Linked DNA regions of Zea mays: region 1 is linked to region 2. The links are chromatin contacts, called in public Hi-C maps. All regions are on one chromosome and are shown on one strand. Each heading gives the region's core, a stretch centred on a gene start, on an enhancer-like site or on the middle of the called end of the contact. The rest is flanking DNA. Distances are from core to core; before and after follow the strand shown. Region 1 has its middle 27 kb from the start of LOC103632796. Region 2 holds the start of LOC100281967 (transcription initiation factor TFIID subunit 10).

The links. Hi-C and Micro-C count contacts between places; a contact is called where the count stands out from the background.
Region 1: a Hi-C map of ear shows a contact between it and region 2, with 2.0 times the contacts expected there. The contact joins the enhancer-like site here to the promoter of LOC100281967 in region 2. A contact is called at or near these places in 2 of 25 Hi-C or Micro-C datasets (ear and tassel).

Annotation. Positions count from the first base shown.
Region 1 is chr7:124,859,941-124,865,402 of Zm-B73-REFERENCE-NAM-5.0, forward strand. No RefSeq gene overlaps it. Among protein-coding and RNA genes, the nearest start is that of LOC103632796, 27 kb to the left of the region's middle. Within about 2 kb of position 4,176, at least 17 of the 20 cell types and tissues checked have an H3K27ac peak or open chromatin away from gene starts, as enhancers often do. A contact at or near this core is called in ear and tassel, where this site is marked.
Region 2 is chr7:124,194,311-124,199,874 of Zm-B73-REFERENCE-NAM-5.0, forward strand. LOC100281967 (transcription initiation factor TFIID subunit 10) reads right to left here and starts at 2,397. Exons shown (of 7, transcript NM_001408037.1): 1 at 2,295-2,397; 2 at 2,012-2,173; 3 at 1,864-1,928; 4 at 1,664-1,726. The coding sequence starts at 2,155.

The DNA of each region.
Region 1 (5,462 bases), core at 2,926-5,425, 670 kb after region 2:
CTAGCATCATCAATATTTATTGAAAAGAAATGCCAATAAGTTTAAGCAAACGGTCACTGCTTTGCTGGGCCTTTTTTACATGTCATTATTTCAAGAAACTCCATAAATGTGTATAATCAGGTTAATCATAGAATATATATTTTATATAATATACCTATATAGAATATATTTTTATAGTATATCTAATTAAAGCCATAAGTATTTATAATATTTTATATAGTTTATTTAAATTTATGAAAGTTTAACTCAATTACTCAAACCCAAAATTCACATCCTATATTTTGAGATGGAGGTGGGACTAGTAGTGTTGTTGAAGCTACTCCAAAATCAAACTCTCATTATATTAGAAGCATAGCATAGCCTCCTTACAAATCACATTTCTGGTGGCATTTGTTAAGATTTGTAGAATTTATATGGTATAGTTCTCTTATGTTCATATATAGAAATTCTAATAAATATTAAAAGTTCAATACATGTATTTATTAATAGGTTTTAATGGTTAAGTCCATGAGTAGCGGAGAAAGATGCAACATCAATTAGTACTATGTTGCTAGTAGATATGGATGTAGAAATTTTTCCTCCACACACACACACACACACACACACACATATATATATATATATATATATATATATACATATATATATATATATATATATATATATATATATATATATCCTACTAGAAAAGACATATAATAACTAATATTGGGAGTTTCTAGTTTTAAATTACTAAGGTAGTCGATTAGTGTTTTCCACTTGTAGTGGATGCGTTTTTATCATAGACCGTCCGGACTATTGTCTGAATTAATCTAATCGCCACATAGTCAGACCGTTCGGCCGTCTAGGTACTAAATTTGGAGTCCAACAACTACAATATTTATAGAGTAAAATTTGAAATAGAAGATATGATGGATAAGCTAAAGTAGACATCCTAAGGGCATGTTAGTTTGGAATTATAATCTACCTACATTATATAATCCAATATATTTTGAACTAACACTTAGTTCAAAATATGTTGAATTTTATAATCTGGGTAAATTATAATCTTAAACAAACAAGCCCTAAATCTGACCTGATTGTCCTTGCTAGCTGTAGTGACTTGTTGGCCTCACGTTTAGTATGTGTCATATCGAAAGTTTGAATGTCAAATATAAGTTTTGAATATAGTCTAATTACAAAATAATTATATAGATAAAGACTAAATAATAAGACAAAATTTTTAAGCCTAATTAATCAATAATTAACAAATGTTTATTGTAGCATCACATTAGCGAATCATGGATTAATTAGGCTTAATAGATTCATCTTATCGTTTACATTTTATCTATATAATTAGTTTTGTGATTAAATATTTTAATACTTCTAAATAGCATCTAAATATTCGATGTGATAGGTAGGGATGGCAACGGGTATATACACGTCGGGTAATAACATTCCATACTCATATCCATCAAAAAAAGTTTACTCATCGGGTTACCCATATATGATCACGGGTATAAAATCTTACACATACTCGTACCCGCGTGGGTATTTTTACCCGTTGTGTAACCCGTATCCGCTAGAAAAGTCTTAAATTCCAATATACCAACCACTCAAAATATTAAATAAATATACAAACACAACTTCAACTTCACATATAACAAATCATATAAAATCATATGATTACATAACTTGGTATCTAAATAAATGATTGCTAAAGAAGGGTTTTATTTTAGCTAAGATGTGGGTATATTTTACCCATGGGTAGACGGGTATGAGTAGTACCAACCCGTACCCGTCTACCCCAAAGGGTATATGTTTTTACCCATTAACATACCCGCAGGTAGAGAAATCATCTTGTACCCGCCTTCATATCGGGTAAAACCCGTCGGGTATTCGAGTTTCGGTTACCCATTGCCATCTCTAGTGATAGGTACTAAAATTTAGGAGGGACAAACAAACTGGGCCTGTAGTGACGTGCGTTCAATAAGCGCTTGATTGGTTTACTGCACCTGCACACCCAGTCCCACGCGAGCCTGGCCGGCCAGGTACGATCATTTATGACGTATGTGCAGATGCAAATAAATGAACTTACAATGACTTATTTTGCATCCACTCATGCAACCACCTTTCCTCGTGTACAGATAACCAAACAGACCGCTCAGCTAAAGTCAACACACGCGATGATTCAGGATGGAATGGTGCGTGTGAGTCGCTCTCGGTCCAGATAAAATCTCATCCTCATTTTGGCAGTGACTGCATTCGGTAACACGAGGGATACCAGAATAGGTTTTAAAGAACGATAAAAGGCCGGTGCCTGCCATTGTCGTCAGTTCGATCTTATCTTCTCGACCTCTTGACCAGAGACGTCTTCTGACAGCACGTGTCCAAACACAGTTAGCAAAAAATATGGGGCGCCACTCATGACCCTTTTCAGGCTGGAGGTGGGTCTCCACCGCACGGATATACTGTATGCATGACCAATATAAGATTGAGGGGGGAGTGCACTAGTGCAGAATTAGACAGTTTGACAGTACGAAACCCGCAGAAATAAATACTGTATTTTCTTTTAGCTATAAGCTCAAGAAAATTATGAGTTAAAAAAATCCCGGTCTCTTTTTTTATAACTTGCTCGATCGTTCATTCTCCATTAGCTTATAGAGTGGTATTAAATATAGAGCGTTGTGCTGTCGTACGGCTTTCTATTGTGTTGGACTTAGCCACTTTGGTGGTTTGTCACGGTCTATCTGTGGACTCCTTGCCTTGTCGTGTGTGTTGGGTTTGGTGGGTTCTACGACCTATCTATAGTGTAACAGTAACGATTCACTAAAAGAGGGAAGAACATACCTACGTCTAAATCCTAAATCCTAAAGGTTTCACAGGCGTGATGCAGGATGACTATTGAAAATTGGTGCTTTATAATAGTATAAATTTTAACTAACTACGTTTGAAGACACGCTCAGACGTAGCTGAAACTATCGAGAATTTTTAGAACGCGTCGACTCCAGCGCACACTATGTACGCAACCTATATCTCTACACGACAAACATATATGGATGTGTTTGATAATTTTTTTGGTTCCAAGGCAATACTGTAGTATCTGAGAATACTACAGTACTTTGGACTAAAAGGTGTTTGGTTGCTCATCCAAAAACTCTGCATCTAAAACTGTTAGGAACGAATACGACGCAAAGAAGCTCAATCACATAGAAGACACAGATTTAACATGGAAAACCCCTCCAAGGCGAAGAGAAAAAAATCACGGGCGCCGGCCAGCAACAATCTCACTAATTTTCGGGTGGTTACAGATCGCAGGAGATTTACAATGAGATGACTATCTCCTGCGGCTTACAAAGATATTTATAGAGGTGAAACCCTAAAACGAGTAGGAAAACGATCCGTACCCTCCCCTCGGTCCGGCCCAAGCCTCCCGACGACGGGCCTCCGCTTCGCTCGCCAACTTAGCCGTCTTCTTCAGAATTTGGATCACAAACTCAACAAAAACCATGGTTTTGCTAGTACCATAATATATATTTTTTTGGAGTAGTGACAACTGCCTGTTTGAGAATGCAGTTTTGAAATACTGTAGTTTATAGATACCATAGTTTACAATTGTACATGACATAAATACTACGGTATTGTTTTACCACAATAAAACTACAGTATTGCTCAAAACCGAGATATGTTTGGTTCTATTGGAAAAACAAAGTATATGTAGAGAGAAGAGAAGAAAACTGAGGTCCTGAGTGGAGTTTCGAAAACTCCAAAAATACCACAGTTTTACGTAAACCATGGTATTTAAAACTGAGTTTTGCCTGTACAGACCAAACACCTTTTGAGCTCCAATACTATAGTATCATTAAATACCATAGTATTGTTTCAAAACTGCAAAAATACTACAATTCCAAACAGGGCCTACTTGACTCTGCACTGCAGTTTTTCTTCTGTAGTATGGCAATTAAGAAGCAGCATCCGGCGCTACTATAGTTTTACTGGAGTAAAAGTATGTATGTCATGTGCAGCTGCAAACCCTGGTATTCCAAAAACTGTAGTATTGAAAGCTAGCCCTACCAAATTAAACAGCGCGCTACCACCGGCACCGTGGACCGAGCTACGTACCAGCTCGTTCGTTACTGTGATTAATTAACCAGGAGCTCTCACGCGGGCACCGCCGCACAGCAATCAAATCATGGAGCCTAGCTTTCGCTACTGTGCCTCCTATCCTAGCTACCACAGATATATAGGTCGGCATCTCAGCTGGACCCATGCACGCACGTTTCGATTATTGCCACGTGTGTAAATGTGTCGACGGCATCGCGCGATATATATGCTGCCCACGGCCGGTCTCGATCTGCCCTCGTCGTCAAACAGTGTGCTACTGGACTCGATCGATCAAACGTAGGTATGGCGTGGCGACGAGGGTGTTTAATTTGTGTCCGTCAGTCGCTCGTCCATATATAGCAACAGTAGTGTGTAGCAGTACCAGATTTCTGGGCAGGCGCAACGTGTGCATCCATTTATGGTGTGTTTGGTTTAAAGAATCACTACATCTAAATTGAGGTGGTGCATCATGGGTTTATTCCTTAAATTTGGTGGGATGACACCATTCCTCATATTAGTACTAACTAACTAATTATGAGGAAAATAAAAATAGTGATCTCGCCCTAGTAAATAGTGAGGAGTGAGAAGATGATGAACTAGCTCATTACTCAAACCAAACACCCTATTAATTTGCTGGTGATCTCGCCCTAGTAAATAGTAATGTGCTCTGTTCACTGTCGCCAGCTGCTCGGCATCGTTGTGCGTGCTATAGATGTCATTCCACCTTAATTGGGCCTCGTATCCAGCCCAGTCCAGCAATTAGGTAGGCCTCCTCCAAGCTGAAGAAAGCGCCCAGGGTCTCGAGTTTTCCATTGAAGCCCATGCCTCAATATATCCTGTTTTAGTGGCGTTTCAGATGCACACAAATGATATTGTGCCTGTGTTTTTATTTGGAGAAACGGGAGCTTCTCGTCTGCCACACCGCTACAAGTTCATGATGACTGGGCATCTGCCTGTTCACAAAGTTTATCTTTGGCTCGGGGAAATCATCATGCCAGGTTAATTAAGGGATAAGATGTTCTTTATTTGGGCTCTTGTTAAACGCAGATTTCAAGGTTCCTGGATTGCTACGTGAAAAAGAAATTGAAAATTGGCCTGTAAATTAATTAGGTATTATATTATGCGGCGTGATCAAGCTTCTGGTTCCTCTGATGTAACTTTTCAAAGGGCCTCACTTGGCTGTCATCTCCTAAAGTTTAGTAGTTAAACTTTTAGTGATTTTTGGTTCTTAAATTGTCAAACAGGATGACTAAAGTAACCCTCCTAAAGTTTAGTCCTTTAGACACCATGGAGTGACTAAACTTACACTTTTACACGATTTGTCGTTACTGTTCCTCCCAAGAACTAGATCATTTATTTTAAATAGAGACAATCTTGTC
Region 2 (5,564 bases), core at 1,147-3,646:
AGCAGGCGCTAGCCTGCTGCCACTACAACCTCAAATCGCACCTTGCTAAGGCACATGATGTGATACATGAGCCTATCATGATGATTGATTAGGTATCCTTCAGTTAATTAGGTATGCTTTTAATTCGTAACTCATGATGATGATGATACCAAAAAAACCCTAATTGACCTGTTTCCTAATTTTAGTATGCTTTAGTTATTCATCACTTGATTAGTCAGACCACATAAAGAATGAGCCATTGGTAATATAATTACAAATAACAACAACAAAGCCTTTTAGTCTCAAGTAAGTTGGGATAGGCTAGAGTTGAAACCATACAGGTTTAGGCACATGGATAGCTGTTTTTCATACACTCCTATACAAGTAATATAATTACAGAATCTCCGCAAAATCAGGCATACACTTTGTAAGTGTATCTTGTATGTTTTTTAAAAAACTTTGAAGATAATTGCATGTTACACAGTTACTCAATATAGGGATATGTTTCATTTTTTGAAAAAGTAAATGATATGGAACATAAAATATGTAGTAAGATATATAATGTAGAATAAGAGGTAAATACAAGCATCGATGGGCCACATTAACTATTAGCAGCCACCCCACTAACTCATTAGAACCCAATTAACCCAACAGCCCATAAAGCAACACCCTACACTCTCCCCTCAATCCCTAATCCACCAATTCCTCACTTGATGCTGTTTGCCTGTTTACATCAGTCCTTTCCAATGCCGTCTTTGAGCAACGACAAGCCTGGCTGCCCCAAGAGCACACCTCCCAGATTGAGGGCCAACGCCACCCCTTTTGAAATAGAGCTCTACTCATGCAGATTGTGCACTGGTGCTGCCCCCTTCAGATCGAGCTATACAGTTGACCAGTGAAGATCTGCAAGACCACAGGCGCCGGAGCCAACAGAGATGGGCGAGGGCAGGTGCAGGTGCAGGTGCAGCCTTGCCTGGTTCTCTTCATGCTCTTCCTTTCTTTAGCCTCTCCTTCCCTTCCTGTATCAATGGCTCCAGTGCGCATATACATGGTCACCCCCACATATCCAGCATACTCCCTCCTCTCCCTTTCTATCCAGATGCGCCTACCACTGCCTGAAACTTCTCCTTCCTCCCACTTTTTCCGCTTTCCTCACTTATCTGTGCTCTCAAATTGACCACCACTGCCGTCACCTTCCAGATTGACTGTGTCACAGCTGACCGGAGCAAGTTCTGTGCCAGCCACTGGTGTTGGATCCAGCAGGGATGGCAGCAGCTCGGGTTCTTGACCTAGATGCCCTCCCCCCCCTCTGTCTCTATATTTATATTTGATCATGGCGATAGGGATGCCTAGATTTCCAGCGAGCCATATCACGTAAGCGGCACCTTAAAAACCATGTCTCAATGAATAATTTCATTGGGGAGGGATTTTGATTGAAGCCTAATAAACATAACCATGTCTCGATGAATAATTTCACAAGTACATGCAATTAGGGAGGGATTTTGATTGAAGCCTAACAAACTTGTTCAACCAGACAAAAACATGGAATTGCAGTATTGCACAGAAGATTTGCATTCCCATGGAATAAAAGAATGATACTGTTTCATTCATGAATATGCTATCATCATTGAAATTAAGAAGAGAATCCTTTACTTTGCAATAACGAGACTATGAATTTACTCACTGAAGAGAATCGCTAGCAATGTCTGATAGGAACTTCTGGGTGGCTACAGCAACCAGTCTCGTTCTGTAAAACACGAATTCAGATTATGTGTGCAAGAAATCAAGCAATTTGTGTTATTAACTTTAATCCATGGCACTGATCAGATCTCAGCTTACTATTATCCATCAGGAAGAGAGATTGGAAAGAAGACGAGCACTCACAGGCGCAGGTCGGGGCAGTGGAACCCGCTGCGGCCGAGGTAGTGCTCCACCAGCTCGTCGGGAATCTTACGCGCCACCGAACCAAGCATCAGGGTTAAGCCGCTGACAGAAAAGTAGAGAAGGCGAGAGGGAAGCGGCGGCACCATACCGTGGGGGTGTAGTCCATGAGGGATGAGAGGAACTCGGTGAGCGCAGCCTCGTCGTCGTGCCGCCCGTCCCCCCCTCCACCCACTCCCGTACCCATGCCCCCTCCAGGGCCTCCGGCACCGCCGCCACTGTTGTTGTTCATCATCCTGGACCTCACGTCTTGCTGCCTCACTGCCCCCACCGCGCAAGTTGTAACAAGAGGTAGGAGCCCGAATAAACGGCGAGGAGAGGGGCAGCGCAGGCAAGAACGAAGGCGGGCGCTCGTGTTCGGCCGCCTTGCGTACCTGAGGCGATGGCGAGGCACAGGGGCGGCGTCCGTGAGTAGAAAATTGGATTTCTCCAAACAAACAATGTGCTCGCACTTTTCCCAGAAAAAATTAGATTTTTGGACTCCAAAGCATATGTTTCGCTTCATCTTTTTTTTTTTTTGCCATTCATAACATTGATTTCGTAAAATCAAAACGTATCACACTTGTTTTTAATGTTATTTTAGACGTTTTTATCCTCGCATGAATACGTACAGATGCAATACACAGAATGGTATAGAAGAACAAAAATATCCAAAATATTATTAAACCCAAATGTAAATGAGTCTTATTTTTATAAAGTCAATATTACAAACAGAAAAAGTGAGAAACAAATTATTTAAAGCATGAAATCCAATTTTCTCACTCGTGAGGCAGGGTAGAGGAAAGGTTGAAGAAGAATCTAGCATGTGTTTGGTTTCGGAGGAAAGGTTGAAGAAGAATCCTAGCATGTGTTTGGTTTCGAAACGATGTGGGTCGGGTCGAAGCTGATCCATTTTTCTGGATTGGATCGGACTCGTTCCTTCTTTGGTTTCATTGACAGGTCAAACCTAGTTTCTTATTTGATTACAAGGTTAAAGTGGATTGGAGCTGCATCATCTCTTGTTTGGTTTCGTGATGAGGGATGAACTGAATATGATCACCTTCCTGGTCATATTACCACACTCGGGATTATATCTTCAATTCTAAATGAGATGATAACATTCAAAATAAATGAAACTGGCACTATTTTAGTATTTGAGAGATCCATAAGCACAAGATATACATAAATTAAAGCCCTTATTAACCAAGTCATAAATTTTGAGTGATGAGGTCTCATTGTTACATTTCAGTCATAATAAAAGGAACATCACAACAACATCAAGATGCATTTCAGTAATCAAGTTCAACTAATAGTTGCATTTCAGTGATCAAGTTCAACTCATTGTTGCATTTCAGTCTAACAAAAGCTACTTCTCACCATCACTAACTATTACAAACTAACAAAAGTTACTTCTCACCATCAACTCAGTTACATTTCAGAGAATTTCTCAGCGATGAACATTGTGATCTAATGTAATTTGTGCTCAAATAGTCGGTTGTAGAAAGCTTTGCCGATGTGAGGATTGGCCACCAGATGAGCATAGTAGAAAGATATATGTGTAGAATTGAAACTAGGCATTTGATTCAGCATGTCAAATAGATGACTTGGCAGCTCATTATCAGGCTTAGCAACCAATTTACTTGTTCGACGACAGCACTAGTAAGGCTCGCGGGCTATGCTTGCTGGAGAACACGCTGGCACCGGAGGACAGGCCGGCGGGGGACTGATGGTGGGAGACACAGCAGGCCAGCGGGGGAGTCTGACGACGCTGACGGAGGCCAGCACGCTAGAGGGCAGGCTAGTGAGTAGAGATGGCAATGGGTACCCGTTACCCGAAACCCGGTGGGTTTTTGCTCTATTAAGGTATGGGTTTGGGTCAATTTCTCTACCCATGGGTTTATTAATGGGTTCAAATGGAAACCCAACGGGTACGTGGGCATGGGTTTGTTCTTCCACTACCCATACCCGCAAACCCATGGGTTTCTAAAACCCGCCATAAAATCAACATTCTTTATAAATATGACTCATAATATTATTAATTGAATATGTTCTAATTGAAATAAACTTCATGTAACAAATTTTAGGCTAAAATTAGTTATCACTTGTTCCTCTTATGCTAGCTTATTAATGTATTAATTGTCATTTACAAGATGAATTATTTTTTATGTTGATGTTAGTGGGTATGGAAAACTCGTTGGGTACCCGAAACCCGCATGGGTATGGGTTTGGGCAAAATTTTATACCCGTCATGGGTATGGGTTTTTTAGCGGGCGTATTTTTTCTTCGCGGGTATGGGTTTGGGCAAGTAATACCCATTGGGTTTTTACCCATTGCCATCTCTACTAGTGAGGGACTGATTACGGGAGGCACGCGGGGAATTAACGTCGGAGGGTAGGCCAGCAGGGGTCCCTCATCCCAGAAGGATGATAGTGGTGGCGCACCCCTGTGCTGGTCTCGAGTGGATAATGCATGGGTGACAGGAGGGTGGAGAGGAAGTGAGTCGAAGTTGTTCGCTTGTTTTTGAGGATCCCTAGAACCTGCATTTTCAAGAAGTATTTCGACCCAGAACCAACCTAACCCATGAGCCTTTTGAACCAAACGCTGATTGTTGTAGGTTGAACTCGTTCCAACCCACATCAACCCGCTAGCCAAACACACGCCTAGAGTCAAAACGGTTCGACTCGGCTTAGCTTGTTAAGGAATCGAGTCACACAACCAACTCAACTTGGCTCGTTTACAAGTTCGAGCTAGATCGTTTAGCTCGCGAGCCATTAAAACCATATACATATATAGAAAACAATATAATCAATTACTAGTTAATTCTAGACCAATTTAACACTAGAAAAGAGTAATAATACTTACAATTTAACGGTGACGCCTAAGAGGGGGTGAATTAGAACTTCTAAAAACTATCTCTAAACTAAGCCACAAATAAATTCCTAGAACAAAACCTATGCAAAAAGGCAATCTAAAATGTGCAAACTAAGTTTTGTCTAAGTGTTGTTATATCTACCGTAAAACCTAAGTTCCAATCCTAAATATTCTAACTAGAATGGAGATGTTGAAACTTAAGTACTTAATGTAAATGCGGAAGGTAGAGATGCAAACTCCCGTGAACGATGCCGGTATTTATACCGAGGTATCCGGAACCACGCAAGGTCCCGACTAATCCTCGTTGATGCCCCTACGCAAAAGGGTGGTGTGGGCCAAGCACCACAGTCAAGTAACTTCGTAGAGAGTCACGAGCCTTCTCCACGCGCAAGTGGTGCTCCGCTTGCGGCTCCTCTCGATCGCTTCCCGTCGTCTCCACTATCGAGCTTATGGCCAAAACACCATGGGCCTCGTTCCCACCAGTACACGGTGGCGCCCGTGACACAAACTTGGTTGTCACGGTTTCACAAGACTCTTGCCCCACTCTGTATATTATTACAACGACTAACGCAAGAGCCGAGGGGTTATGTGAGTTTTTCTAAACTCACTCAACTAAATAGGATTCACCTAAAGCAAGCGCATAAGCGGTCTAACTAACCTAACCACTTCGCAAAAGCATCTATGCTAATCACTAAGTGATTCTATTAAGCACTTGGGTGTTTGAGCACTTGGAAATGTATATAGCATGTGTTGGTACATTGCTTAGGGTCCCACACCTTCAAATGGCAGGTTGG